Regions from separate parts of the Mus musculus genome. Here region 1 is linked to region 2. The links are chromatin contacts, called in public promoter capture Hi-C maps. All regions are on one chromosome and are shown on one strand. Each heading gives the region's core, a stretch centred on a gene start, on an enhancer-like site or on the middle of the called end of the contact. The rest is flanking DNA. Distances are from core to core; before and after follow the strand shown. Region 1 holds the start of Mael (maelstrom spermatogenic transposon silencer). Region 2 holds the start of Cd247 (CD247 antigen).

Region 1 (6,485 bases), core at 790-3,289, 450 kb after region 2:
AGCACAGGGATTATAAGCTAGCATGACCACCACTCTTTATATGGGTGCAGGTCCTTTCCATGGCATGGCAAACACTATTTCCATCCTCCCACATCATACAGAACATTTTTTAAAAAATTGCCCAATATGCTATCCAAATTTGAGTGAAGTATTTTAGGAATACTCTACCTTGATCACTTTTTATAGATAAATTTGACATATCAGGGGGAGAAATACTTGGTTTTGGTACAAGCATGCCTGGCCTCCTCAGTGGTGTAGATACAAGTTTCTGAAAGTAAGAGAATCACCAATCAAACACTTTTAAGCAGAGCCATTGCTAGATACTTTACTTCCCATATTTAAATGTAATAAAGTAACCTCAAAATAGCCCGTGGACTATGTCAGCATTCCCTCAAGGCCAATGAAAACATTATTTTTATCAGTAAATACCAGCCAACCACAGCACTCTATGGGAAGGCGAGTATAAGTAGCTATAGCTGAAAGCCATTTGCGCACTCTCTATCATCTTACTTCCCCGAGTCACTACCTACTAAACGCCAGGCTGGTGTGCAGAATAAGAGTATTTAAAGAAAACAGAACAAAATCCTAAAGTCTATAATGTTATTTGTGGTTTTCATTTAAAAGTGAAAATTACAAAAGGTTGTGCCTCCAACTATCACAACTCAAGCACGTACAATATACTTAAGTTTTGTGGAGAATTTTTTCTTCAAATTTTCATTCCCCCCCCCCCCCCCCCCCGTGTGTGTGCTTGGCTGCATGTATGTGTGTCACGTGTGTGTGCGCAGCACCAGTGGAAGCCAGAGGAGGGCATCAGAACCCTTGGGAACTGGAGTTACAGATGGCTGTGAGTCACCATGTGGGTGCACCGACTCAAATCTGGAACTTTTGGAAGAGTAGCCAGAGCTTTTAGCCAGTGAGCCATCACTAGTCCCTTAAGGAGATATGTTTTATAGAAAAATCTGATAAGAGCAATCAAAGCTCACAAGCACAGATCCTCAAAAATCCACCTGACTTAAGACATCAACTTAAAATGTAAATCTACCTACCATATTTACAAATAACTTGCCACAATTTTGAATTTCAATCCAATGTCACAAATTTAAGAATGAAATTTCGGTATGTACAAACAGAAAAGCAGCATAAGGGAGAAGAAAAAGACTTCTTTATTGACCTTGTAGATACTGACTTAGTAGTCTACTATCCCAATACTCTGGAATTTGCTTAACTATTTGGGGGGGGGGGGGGTTCTGTAGGATCTACAAATGTTAACCCAGGTCTTCACGTCTTGTTATTACAATATTTAAAGAACTGTTAACAAGCTTGTTTCTAGGAACCATTTAAATAAAAGCCTACGCTTTTTAAAAATTATTATTACAGCTGTCTAACCGGTAAGAACTGAAAGGCAGTCGGGGAGCCGTTTAGTGCAAACCCTGACCCCCAACCCCAAACCTGCCTTTCCCCTGGGGCTTCTGCACTATCTGGAAACTTCCCGAAGGTTCCTCGGGCTCCACCGTGGCTGGAGTCCAAGGGTGGGCGGGCGAGAGGTGGCTGCCCTTACCTGCTTCTCTGAAGGCCCAGAATCCTTTCCCTGGGCTGCTCTCCACTCTCGAGCCATTTCTGAGTATTTCTCCTTCTCATCCTCCCTCAAGAGCTTGGGGAGAAGAGGGATACAAGAGAGGCGAGCTGTGAGGGTGAGGCGTCCGATCCACACCCCGGTTCTGGAAGGTTCTGTCGGTTGGTCCTGCCCTTGGGCTGTGTCCCCTCCACGGGCTCCCCCCAGGCTGGGTTCCCACCGCGCCCTCCCCGCTGCCCAACTGCCCGCTGCCTCACCGCCCAGTCGGCCGAGCAGTAGGGGATGGCGTCTGCCACGCGGGCCACCGGCAGGCCTCGCCGGCGCAGTTCGGGAATCTTCTCCTGTACGAAGAAATAGTAGGCATTGCGGCTGGCCCTGCGGTTGGGCATGGCGTCGTCGGGCCTCGACGCCCTCCAGAGACGCAGCAAGCAGCCGGCGCCCTTGCCGGGCTCCCGCCCTTAGTAACCGAGCTCGGAGCCTGCGCGCGCTTCAGCCCGGCACTTGGCCAATCAGGGTGCAGCGCGCAGCCGCATTGGGCCCCCTGCTGTGGGGGTGAAAACAGCCTGAAACTGGATTCCACCTCGTGCGTGAGGGGGCGGAGGGGGCGGGAGGGAGGAGGAGCGAGGCGCAGGTGGGGAGAGCACTGTGATTGGCTGACTCGCTTGCCCGGTAGGCGGGGATTGTCACGTGGTAGGCCTGGTACTTTTATTATTATTTTTTCCCTGTACATTGTTGCTTGATGTACCCCGTTAGTAGGAAGAGGACTCGCAGGTGCTTTCGGTTCCTGGGTGTTTCACATTCCCGAACTAGCGAGCTTGTGTAAAGCACTGAGAGGGAAAAGGTGGGGACAGGAGGGTGTTTTCAAGACGACGACAAACAACAACAACAACCACAACATATTTGAAAACTTCTGTTTCACAAAACATCCATGAATAAAGTTTTATAGGCTTTCTTATAAGGTCTGGGTAATTTGGGGAGGGGTCAGTTTTATTAGTAGGTATCATTTTTCGAAGTTATTGTGAAATGCTTTTCTCATCTACTTGGTTACTGCTGACTCAAGGTTGAGCCTGTGTATTTAGTAATAGTGAGTTCTCATACTGGTTCAAACTGTGCTGCTTGATCTTGCCTGGGTTTTCTCATTGCACTTCCCAACTACATTCCTTTGTGTATTCGAGTTACTTAATTTGTGTATAAGTAGAGTTGAAAATTCATTTAAAATTTTTATCTTTTCAGATAACTTGATCATCTTTTCTCTCTGTCACTGACAGATAATCAGCCAGATTAGACCAGATTAAAAGTAGATAATGGCAGGTTTATTTGGAGGCAGCTCTCTGGTGGGTTCATCGGATTTCACAGGTCAAGGTCAGCAAGGTCACATATCCAGGCAAAAACAAGGGTTAGTTTTTTTGTTTGTTTGGTTGGTTGGTTTTTTAATGGGTCTTGGGCATGGGGTGATGACATGTGAGTTAGGAGCTGGTATTTGCCCTTACATGGTCAAAAAGTGAGCCCCTGAGCAGGCACTCATGGGTGGGTTGCTGGAACACTGAGTAGTGAGGTGTTTTTTCTTTGTAGGTGGAGTTGGTGGAAGGGGAATAAACAGGGTTTTCCAGCTTGTGAAGAGACTGAACAGGAGTCCCAGCCTAGCAATGACCTCAGTTTTAATTGTTTGCTAGTAATGTTGCTAAATTTTTCTGGTATTGAACCAGTCAACATTTATAGTATACACTCTTCTTGATCATGAATCGTCGCTGACACTTGAAGTGTTGCTGACACTTTAAAAACGTTTTTCTGTCTTAGTAGATAATGGATTGTTTTTGTGGTGCTTCCTTTAGGGATCAGAGGAAGTTCTGAGTGAGTAGCGTCCCGAAAGAATGTGCTTTTGTTGACGTGGGCAGGACCATGACCCAAAACATACCAGTGAGAAACTGGCAAAGTTGTTACCTATATGGGCCAGGCGCCAGAGAAATGATAAAGCTTTCCTGGAGAGTATGAGAATGAATGTTTATGAATGAATAATTGATTGCTCAGTGCTAGCAATTACTGTGGCCCCCGAGTGGATGTTTACAGTCTGAAACTGCTCACCTGCACAGACCTCCTATGGCGACTCGCTAACTCCCCTTCTTTGGTACCTAATAGATATATTGAGGTTCTAGGTATCAGCAGGTTAGAAGACTCACACCAGATCCCAGCGACACTGTGGGTCTGTGTACATCTGTTCTTTCTTTATTCCATCTCTGCCTGTGGTTAGGGAGGGTTCCAAGACCCAAGTCACACGTGATTGGACAGCTGTTCTTACTAAATATTGGTATCAGGGTTGTTACTGCCTCATAAAATGAATGCCCCTTTTCCCATAGGATTGAGTAAGAGACGAGAATTAATGCGTCTTTGGAAAGTTGGTACATTTTTTTGTTTGTTTGTTTAAGCTCTGATACTGACAACCCTTGGAGGGCAGAAGGGGGGGAGCTGAACCTTCTTGGTATCTGGCATGAATTGTCTTTGCAGTTTTCTTCAGCCATTTCTTTTAGAAACCTATCTTACATTTGAGACTGCAAGTGTACTGGTATAAGATCTGATGAGGAGATAAGGCTACTGAAAGTTCAATGAATATGGATGAGACAACATCTTGACAGGCCCTTCTTACACTTAGCTGCTTGACTCAGCAATTCCAGTCTGGAGAAATGGACTTGCATGAAACGAAGGCTTCTAGATGAATTTATAACAGCTCTGTTCATAAACAGACCCACAAGGAATGGCCCAAAGCCATCAACAGTTGAATTAGTAAATTGTGGTATATAATATGGTAGACAACTGGGGAATTCGAAGAGGTGAGTTAATCTGGATACTCTACATGAATTCTGAAATGTTGCTAAGTGGAAGAAAGCATTCTCTATGACACAGTGGATACAGCTCTTGAGACAGGTAAGAGTATGAAATTAGAGATAGCAGATTAGCAGTAATAGCTAGAGGCAGGCCTGGAGGTAAGAAAAGATTGGAAAACTGTGGAAATGGCAAACTATTTTGTGCTTTGTAGTGGTTACAGGCAGGGTGTGTCGTTTATCAAATTCTATTTTTAGGCATAGGCATTTTCAAAACAACATTTTAGGTGTATTGGTGTATTTCCTTCATGTATGTCTATGCACCACGTGCAGGCCTTAGAGGGCATTGGGTTCCCTGGAACTGGTGTTAAGAGATTGTTGTAAATTGCCATATAGGTGCTGGGAGCTGAACGTAGGTCCTTTGGGAAGAACAGTTAGAATTGCTAACCCCTGAATCATCTCTCCAGCCCCCAAATTGCATGCATTTCATTCTGTATAAAATGCAGTCTAATAAAATTTATTTTAAAGATTGGCATAAAAATAAATGTAACACTTGTTTATAATTTAAAAATACATACCATCTCCCTTTTTTCTAATATTATTTAAGCTGTACAAGCCTTTTCTGTTTTTCTTCCTTTCAAAAAGATTTATTTATTTAATTATGTGAGTGCTCTATTCTCATGCACATCAGAACAGGGCATCAGATCCCATTACAGATGGTTGTGAGCCACCATGTGGTTGCTAGGAATTGAACGCAGGTCCTCTGGAAGAACAGCCAGTGCTCTAACCACTGAACCATCTCTCCAGCCCTCTTGCCCCATGCCCCAAGTCTTTTCCTAGTATTTGCTAAACTGTTTTCATCGATCATTTAAATAATCTGAGTTTTGTTCTGTTGAGAAACTGTAACATTTTTCTTTTCACCCCTCTCTGCTTTAAATGCATTCGCCCTTTCTACTTTAGGCTGCTTTGCATTTCTTTTTCTAGTTTCTGGAACAAAATACCTTATTCTTTTCCGTGTCTATTTTTATAGGGTTCCTTCTCCCGTTTCTGCTTTAGTTGGATTGATCAGTGTTTCTGCTCCACGTATTTCTCTGCTGACTTCAAAGTTGTCCGTTTTGTTTTCCTTCATTCCATAGACAGAGTGTCGGGGTTGAGAGGACAACTCTCAGGAGTCAGTTCACCATGTGGGATCTAGAATCACTACACAAGCATCTCTACCTGCTGAGCCATCTCTCCAGCCCCTCCTGAGAGACCGCTTATAGACCCCTTTCTCTGCCTACTTGTTGAACGGAGCTGTCAACAAAGCAGCCTCACATTTGGTGACCCAGTGGGCGGCCACCATGCATGGTGTCCCACGGCAGAGTACTTCCCAGGTGGCTTGAGAAAACTACACTAGAGCTACACCCATGACTGCTAATGCAGCCACAATGTCTGCTTTAGGAGGCCTCGATACAGTACAGCTACACCAGCTTACATTAGTAACAGGAATGTCAATCAACCTCAACAAGGCGCCTCTTCCTGTAGCAGTTCTCACTTAGGATGGGGAGGCTATAGGTGACTCAGGAAAAAAAGAAAGAAAGAAAGAAAGAAAGAAAGAAAGAAAGAAAGAAAGGAAGGAAGGAAGGAAGGAAGGAAGGAAGGAAGGAAGAAAAAAAGAAAGAAAGAAAGAAAGAGAGAGAGAGAGAAAGAAAAAGCTGGTGATTTGGAGCTTATGCGAGGTTTGTGATTGGTGCTTAAGTGAAGTTGAAGTGGGACTAGAAGCTCATGTGAGGCTGTGATTGGTAGAATCACAATCTATTCACAGGCATGTGTCACTGGTGATGTAAGCAGAATGATTTCCACACCTTTGAAGTTCATTTTGGAAGATTTTTCTCCCGAGGGCTGCAGCATTGAGCCCAATAAGACATCTCTGAATGCCCTTTGACTGACGTGTTGTCTGTATTAGTGGTATAGTGGGCTGAACAATCAGACTTAACAATAGCAACCACAGAAAAGAGGCAGTTAAGAGGCCCAGACAGTCACTGTGAGCTGAGAGCCCTGGTATCCAAGCTCTGAGATACATGATCAAGAGGCAGTTGAGAGTTCCAGACAGTCGC
Region 2 (7,317 bases), core at 2,405-4,904:
GAAGTTTCAGGAGGGGTTGGCTGCCTTTGCAAACACAGGACCGACCGATGAGCCTTGGTGTGTGAGAAGTCTACTCTCCCCACCTTGTAGGCAGTACAGGACAGCACCTCATTGTAATTTGATTTGTCTTATTCATAATGTCCAACATCTTGTTATGTATTTACTGGGTATTCGTGGACCTTCTTTTAAGAACTCTGTATTTAAACCTTCTGCCCATGCCTTTAGAGAGTTGGTTATCTTACTATTGAGTTAAGAGTTCTTTAGAGGGCTGGCGAGATGGCTCAGTGGTTAAGAGCGCCAACTGCTCTTCCGAAGGTCCAGAGTTCAAATCCCAGCAACCACATGGTGGCTCACAACCATCCGTAACGAAATCTGATGCCCTCTTCTGGAGTGTCTGAAGACAGCTACGGTGTACTTATTACATATAATAAATAAATAAATCTTTAAAAAAAAGAGTTCTTTAGATAGTCTAGATTTAAGCCATCTATCGACCTTTCCTTCTTTATGGCACTTCCATTCTTTCCTGACGGCATTCTCAGTGGGCAGTTTTGAAGCGGTTGGCCACTGTATTTTTGATGAGGCTTACTTTTGTGTTCTGCTACGGAGATCACCCACCCGTGTTTCCTTCCAGAAGCGTTACTGTTTCATACTTTCATGTTTGTATCTATGAAACGTTTCAGGTAACTTTTGTGTACAGCATGAAATAGGAACAGGGTTTTCCCTCATAGGCATCCAGTTGATCTAGTACCATTTATCTCTTAAAAGTTTACCATCAGCCCCACTGGATCTTTCTTTTACCCTTATCTAAAGCAACGTGACTGAACCCATATGTAAGTCTCCTACCCAAGTGCTAGCCCAGCCTGAGCCTGCTTAGCTTGTGAGCTCAAACGAGGCTGGGCACGTTCAGGGTGGTAGAGACTTTTCTGTCAGGTTTGTATGCTCATTCACAGTGTGGGCTCTCTGGCAGGGTTATTTCACATCCCTTACGTTTTATTTGTTTTAGCATTATTATATATTGGAGTAGAATGTTTGTGTGACAAATTCACTATTTGCACGTGTGTACTTCAACGGTCTTTAGCATATCCAATTTGCTGGTACAAAAGCATCCAACGCATTTCATCATTCCTTACAGAAACCTCACACCAATCAGCAGCTAGTCAGGTTGCCTGCTGCCCTTGGTTCCTGGCTAGCCCTGATCCACTTTCTCTCCGGACTTGCCTACCCTGGCTATTTTATATAAACAGAGTCATACAATAAGTGGCTTTCTAAGTCTGGTTTGCTTTACCCATGCTTGCAGCAGTAGCATCTAACAGTTCTTCGAGTCTTTTCATGGCTGTTATATTCCATTGTTTAAACCCACCACGACCGCTTGTCCGTTCCTCAGCTGTGGCGAATTGCTTCCAGTCTGGGGCCATTATTCATTAGGCTGTCGGGAGCACTTGTACACGCTTCTGTGAGAGCATATGTTTTCGATTCTGTTGGGTATTTACTTAGTTGAGTTTCTGGGCATGTGGAAACTCTGTTTAACATTTTAAGGAACTGTCAAATTGCTTGGCACAGGGCCCTCGTCCACCCTTTAACATCTGCAGGAGGACCAGTTTCCTTACATTCTCATTGGTCCTCATCAGCCGTGCGCCCTTTACTCCTTGTGCTGTGTTACCATCTCATTTCGATGCTTTGTGTGTCTAGCTTGCGTTTTCCTAGTGACTAACACACTACGAGGCTTTCCTGTGCTAGTGACCACTTGTTTATCTTCTTTGGAGAAATGTCTATTAAATCTTTGGCTAATTTTTATTTTTTATTTTTATCCTATTAAACTGTAGACATACTTATACATTCTGAATACTGGACCAAAACCAGTATATAATTTGCAAATATTTTCACACATTTTGTGGACTGTTTTTAAAATTTTCTTCCCACTTTCTTTTGAGGCATAAAACTTTTAAAATTTGATGATGTTCAATTTATGTATGTTGGTTTTGGTTGCTTGTGTCTTTTGTGGTCTAACATGTTAAGTCTTTCATATAAACTCTAGAATCAGTTTATCTTGTTTTAAGAGTTTGTTAACATATTTTTAGCATTTATTTGTTTGTGGGGTGTGTGTGTGTGTGTGTGTGTGTATGTATGTGTGGTGTGTCTGTGTGTGGTGTACATATGTATGGTATTTGTATATGTGTATTTGTATAGTGTGTATATATGTATGTATATGTGGTGTGTACGTGTATGTATATATCGATATATGTATGTATGTGTGTGGTATATGTGTGTGTGGTATATGTGTGTGTGGTATATGTATGTGTGTATGGTGCATGTATGTATGTGTGGTGTGTATGTGTATGTATATATGTGTATATGGTGTATGTATGTGTGTGGTGTGTGTATGTATATGTGCTATGTACATGTATGTATGTTATGTGTGTGGTATATGTGTGTATGGTGTATGTATGTGTGAGGTATATTTGTGTATGGTGTGTGTATGTGTATGTATTTGTGGTATGTATGTGTATAGTATATGTGTGTATGATGTGTGTGTATGTATGTGTGGTATATATGTGTATGTATGCCATGTGTGTGGTATATGTGTGTATGGTGTATGTATGTGTGTGGTTTATGTGTGTGCGTGTGTGTGTGTGTGTGTGTGTGTGTGTGTGTGTAGCTCAGAGGACATCTTACAAGAATGGCTTCCCATCTACCATGTGGGCTCTGAAGATGGAATTCAGACTGTCAGGCTTGGCAGAAACTACCTGAACCAGCTCTCTGCCTCCAGATTTGATAATATTGTCTTTCCATTTAGAAGGCTGGTAGACTGAAAAGTAACTGTGGACTTCTTGACTTTCTTTTTTAAATCAAAGAAACCAGAGGCACCCTCCCATCCACATGATCCTTTCCGGGTCTCTGTCCCGTCTCAAAGCTTGTGTACACTCACCTACAACTCTCCGTTATGCTTATTTCTCAGTTTTATTTTTTATTTTGTTTTGAGGCAGTCTTGCTACACAGCTCAAGTTGGCCAGGTATTCACTGTTAGTCCAGTGTGACCTCAAACTCACACTCCTCCTGCCTTTGCCACATGAGTGATACGATTTACAGGCAGGCAATCTAGGCCTGACTTTTATCGTTTTCTTACTGTAAATGACCCCAAGGGTGAAAAGTTGACAATTAGAGGAAGCATGTGACCTCGGTTTGGTGGCACATACTGTAATCTTGACCTGTGGAAAGCTGAGGAGGGAAAATTGTGAGTTCAAGACCAGCCTGGATTAAATAGTGAGATTTGTCTCAGGGAAAAGAATTTTGAAAACAATGTAAGCTATAGTATTTCACACTATTTATGGTCTGAATTGAGGCCAAGTTCAGAACTATACCTCAAATATCCTCCTTTCTTTGTGCTTCAGATAAAGAAGCTGACGTCTGGAGATGCTTCAAGGCCACACAGCAACTTAGATATATGCCTAGGGTCTGACTTCAGCAATTGAGAGTCACGTACAAATTAGTAAAGAATTAAAATAATAAAAAAGTACATTAAACTACAGTCAAATTGAAGAAAAAGCAAAATTCAGACGGATGCACATTCTTACACCCCAAACCTCCAAACCTTCAGAACTTCCTGCCTATGAATCGAGAGGGGGAGTGAGAGGGTGTCTTGCTGGCAGGTGCTGTCTCAAAGGCCCACAGTCCTCCACTTCCTGGGGTGTCAGCCACAGAACAAAGCCAGCAGAGACTCCATCAGCGCCTCCTTTTCTCCTCATCCTCCCAGGCATAGCTGCCTCTGCCTCTGCCTCTGGGTACCATCCCAGGGAAGCAGAAGATGAAGTGGAAAGTGTCTGTTCTCGCCTGCATCCTCCACGTGCGGTTCCCAGGAGCAGGTAAGGGCTCTGTTTCCCGCGGCTCGACCCTTTTAGAGCCTCTCCGTGTGTCTGAGGGGCAGCGGAGGGGTGCCAAGGACCTGGTGCTTCTTTTAAAGCTTGTCTTCCCAAAGTCAACGGGCAGAGTGGGCAGCGGCAGTGTGGGCTTGGGTCCCACCCAGGCGTCTGCTCTGTGACAGCCAAGCTGGTTATCGGTTGGGGGCCAGCTGTTTGAAAACACAGTTGTAGATTGTCTAATGATAAAGGCAAAAGAAAAAGACTGTGGAGGGAAAGGGCAAGGAGAAACGCAGCGAGTCAGCAACTGAGACAGCTCTGCGCGGACGGGAGAAGCGGCACAGGATCCGAAACACCAGCCAGCTAGGCCTCGCTCCTCTACTCTGGTTTCCAGATATCATGACTCCTTCCGCCCCTCTCTGGTTGGCATTGCCGCTCAGCCCCGTTCTTTCCTCCTTTGCCAATAAAGGACATTGCCATGGTCAGTCAGAAAGGGTCATGGCCTGTGACCCTGAGTATCCTGAAACATCTGGTAGAGGCCGAGCCCCTACAAGAGAACTTGAGGCAGGGAGGGAGGGAGGCGTACGGAGTAGGCATCCATATTTGCAGCCTTTTGCAAGGCGCATTGCCACCTTCTGGCCCAGAGCATTTAAGTCTAAGCTCACCCTGTCAAGGCTGTCCCCCACATCACAGCCACCAGCTACCCTATGACATACTGATTCTCTGTGATATACTCACATGGCTCTCTATCTGAGCCAAGCAGCCAGAGACACGGACAGAAATGCTAGCAACAGGTTGAAGAATATGTGTTAATACGTGACCATCACGAGTCACAACCAGCCCAGAAGACAACTTGCGCCAGAGCCCACTGCATCCCTCCAATGCCTGGCATTTGGCATGCGGTAGCCTTAGTGTGCTTCCTAGTTCAGCAGTCGGGGTGGAAGCGAGGGAACAGAAGACAAAAGACACCACTCACAAGATTGGTGTCATGGCCGTTTTACAAGAAATGGGACAATCTGTATTTGAATCTAGAAAGACAAGGATGGTAGCTGTAAGGGGTACCCTTCCTCCAATTTAGAGCTCTCCTGAGGGTGACAGTTTGTCGGGTGACAAGGCAGGAATGGCCAACACATGATTGTTACCACCAGGAAACTGCACAGTCCTGGGCTAGCGTCATGGGGTTCTGAGGGCTCAGGAATGGGCTTTTCTGACCTAGCACAGTGCTTTTCTCAGAAAGGGCTGGGCAGGTGTGACTCACACAGTGCTGTAGGGTAATTGCCCCTGAGGGAGCCCCAGAAGCCCTCACTCATAGGCAAGTGAGAAACATTTTCACAGCCAGAGAGGTTCACTGACTAGAGGAGCAGCCACTGCAGGCAGGAGCTCTGGACTCATGACCGTAGGCTCTCAAAAGATGGAGGGAGGCGAATGTTGAACTTCTCTCGCCACCTCTGTCTGCACCTCACTGGTCCTGGTCCCTGCGCTGCAGGCTTTGAAGCTCAAGTAAAGCTAAGGCAAGTTAGGGAGAGAAACAAACGGTTGGCAGTAAACAAAACCCCACCCAGAGGGCACAAAGCCTGTGGTCTTTTCCACCCCAAACCAAAAAGGCCTAAGCCTTTCCCATTTACAATTCTTTGAGAAAGCCCAGACACAGGGGACTAAGCCAATGTTGAACTAATTAATCAGTCCACCAAGTCTAACAAGAGCATTTCGAGGGCCAGAGGAGGCAGGGAGCTGCTGGGTGCCACGGAACACCTCTGTCTGCCACGGAACATGTCTGTCTGCCACGGAACACGTCTGTCGGCCAACCGTCAGCTTCTTGTTACTTCTGACTGCCCCGCCATGGCAAAGGTTGAAAACAGAGGTCACTACCGTGTGTGTCCACTCTCTAGTGAGAAAATGCGCCTCTAGTGTGAAGCCTCGGGTTTATGAGAAGGTCTACTTCTTAGGAAGGCAGGAGGCAGGGGCATGCTAACCATTGCCCTTCCCAGTAGCAGGTCCCTGAGCCACCCACTGGATCTCAATGGTCCTGGGTTTTGTTAGATTTCCTCTAAAGCAAAGACAGTAATGGCTTCCTCGAAGAGACGTGACGGCAAGGAGTGAATGCAAGGTTTCATATACAGAGATACGCATGCATGCGTGCATGTGTGTATCTATGTAGATCTACAGATGCACACATAGGCACACATGACAGACAATTAATAAATAGAAATTGCACTAATTATTAGATGCAGGGATGGAACCTATGGCTGAGATCCTTAATTTATAAAGCAGCAATGGGCATCTCCTGATAGCATACGACTTGTCCCTCCTGTGAATTCTGGGCACATCCACACCAGCACAGAAACCCAGTGGCAGGTGGGCCCTGTGGCAAATATGGATCAAAACTTGGGATTTACAGAGGAAGAATATTACACCAACAAATTTCAACCTCTTAAGCTACACAGGAACATGTTTCCTCAGAGTGAAAAGAAGTCCAAAGGTGTAGCATAAATACAGGAGACTGGACAAATTCAAAGAAAATGCGTGATCATGGTGGCCACTCAGGTCTGCAGGCATGGATGTGGGTGACCAGGGATTTATTTACAAATATCATAAACACCAAATCTCTGTTGAAGCTTTGGAAGTGGAGTTGAGGGGCTGTAAGTGACGGATGTGTTTCACGGGTGTCGTCTTCACCCTCTGGTTTGTTTTGTCCTCCGCGCCTGACTGCTTCCGATCCTCTGGCTTCATTTTCCTACTTCAGCCCTGCTCGGAGCTGCTAGACTGCAGACTGCATTTGTTGCCACAAAACACCAACAGCCCTAAGGTTTGTTAGCAGGCTAGCTTTATTACACCGCTAGCTTTATTACACTGCTCTGTGCGCTTAACATTGTCAGTTTTGCTTTTGTTTTTTTTGAAAAATAAGACTAATTGGGTGTGATGACACACACCTGGACTAGCAGCATTTGGGAGGCAGAGACAGGTGGGTCTCTGTGAGTTCAAAGTCAAACTGGTCTACATAGTGAGTTCTAGGTCAGCCTGGGCTATTAGTGAGACACTATATTTAAAAAAAAAGATTTAATTTTTAAAAATATACATCTTTTCTTTCAAAAGTTACCTAGCATGTTTCTTGTATTTTATTTAGAAGATTCTGAGCTCCACAGAGAATTGTCTTAGGTTCGATTAGAATAGGCACACAATTTGAGAACACCCCTGTTTTTATATCTAGTTAACTGATTAAACAAATGCCAGAAATAGTTCAGAATAGTTTGGTTTTAGTTCTGCATGAGACAAAGCTGCTGCTCACTTACAACAAGATGACAGTGGATGTAATCAACTAGAATAACTACCCAGTTATTCTGGTAGAAAACAGTAAACCGGTCATGTGACCTGTTAGCCGAAACATGTCATTTTGCAATTGTGCACTATGCGTGGATAGTGACCACGTTCCCCAGGGAAAGAGATGCCCCTGGCTGCTCTCAGT

What was found. Promoter capture Hi-C pulls out the DNA fragments that hold promoters and counts their contacts.
Region 1: a contact with region 2 is called in a promoter capture Hi-C map of embryonic stem cells, with 5 times the contacts expected there. The contact joins the promoter of Mael here to the promoter of Cd247 in region 2. A contact is called at or near these places in 17 of 39 promoter capture datasets (the 3T3-L1 cell line, the C10 cell line, the HPC-7 cell line and 8 more), 1 of 15 datasets of contacts at CTCF or cohesin (large pre-B cells), 1 of 484 Hi-C or Micro-C datasets (bone marrow-derived macrophages), 2 of 115 datasets of contacts at active chromatin or transcription factors (embryonic basal ganglia and embryonic stem cells) and 1 of 9 other capture datasets (embryonic stem cells).

Annotation. Positions count from the first base shown.
Region 1 is chr1:166,236,705-166,243,189 of GRCm38.p6, forward strand. It overlaps Mael (maelstrom spermatogenic transposon silencer), which reads right to left and starts at 2,040. Exons shown (of 12, transcript NM_175296.4): 1 at 1,831-2,040; 2 at 1,559-1,651; 3 at 169-268. The coding sequence starts at 1,962.
Region 2 is chr1:165,785,027-165,792,343 of GRCm38.p6, forward strand. It overlaps Cd247 (CD247 antigen), which reads left to right and starts at 3,655. Exons shown (of 8, transcript NM_001113391.2): 1 at 3,655-3,860. The coding sequence starts at 3,803.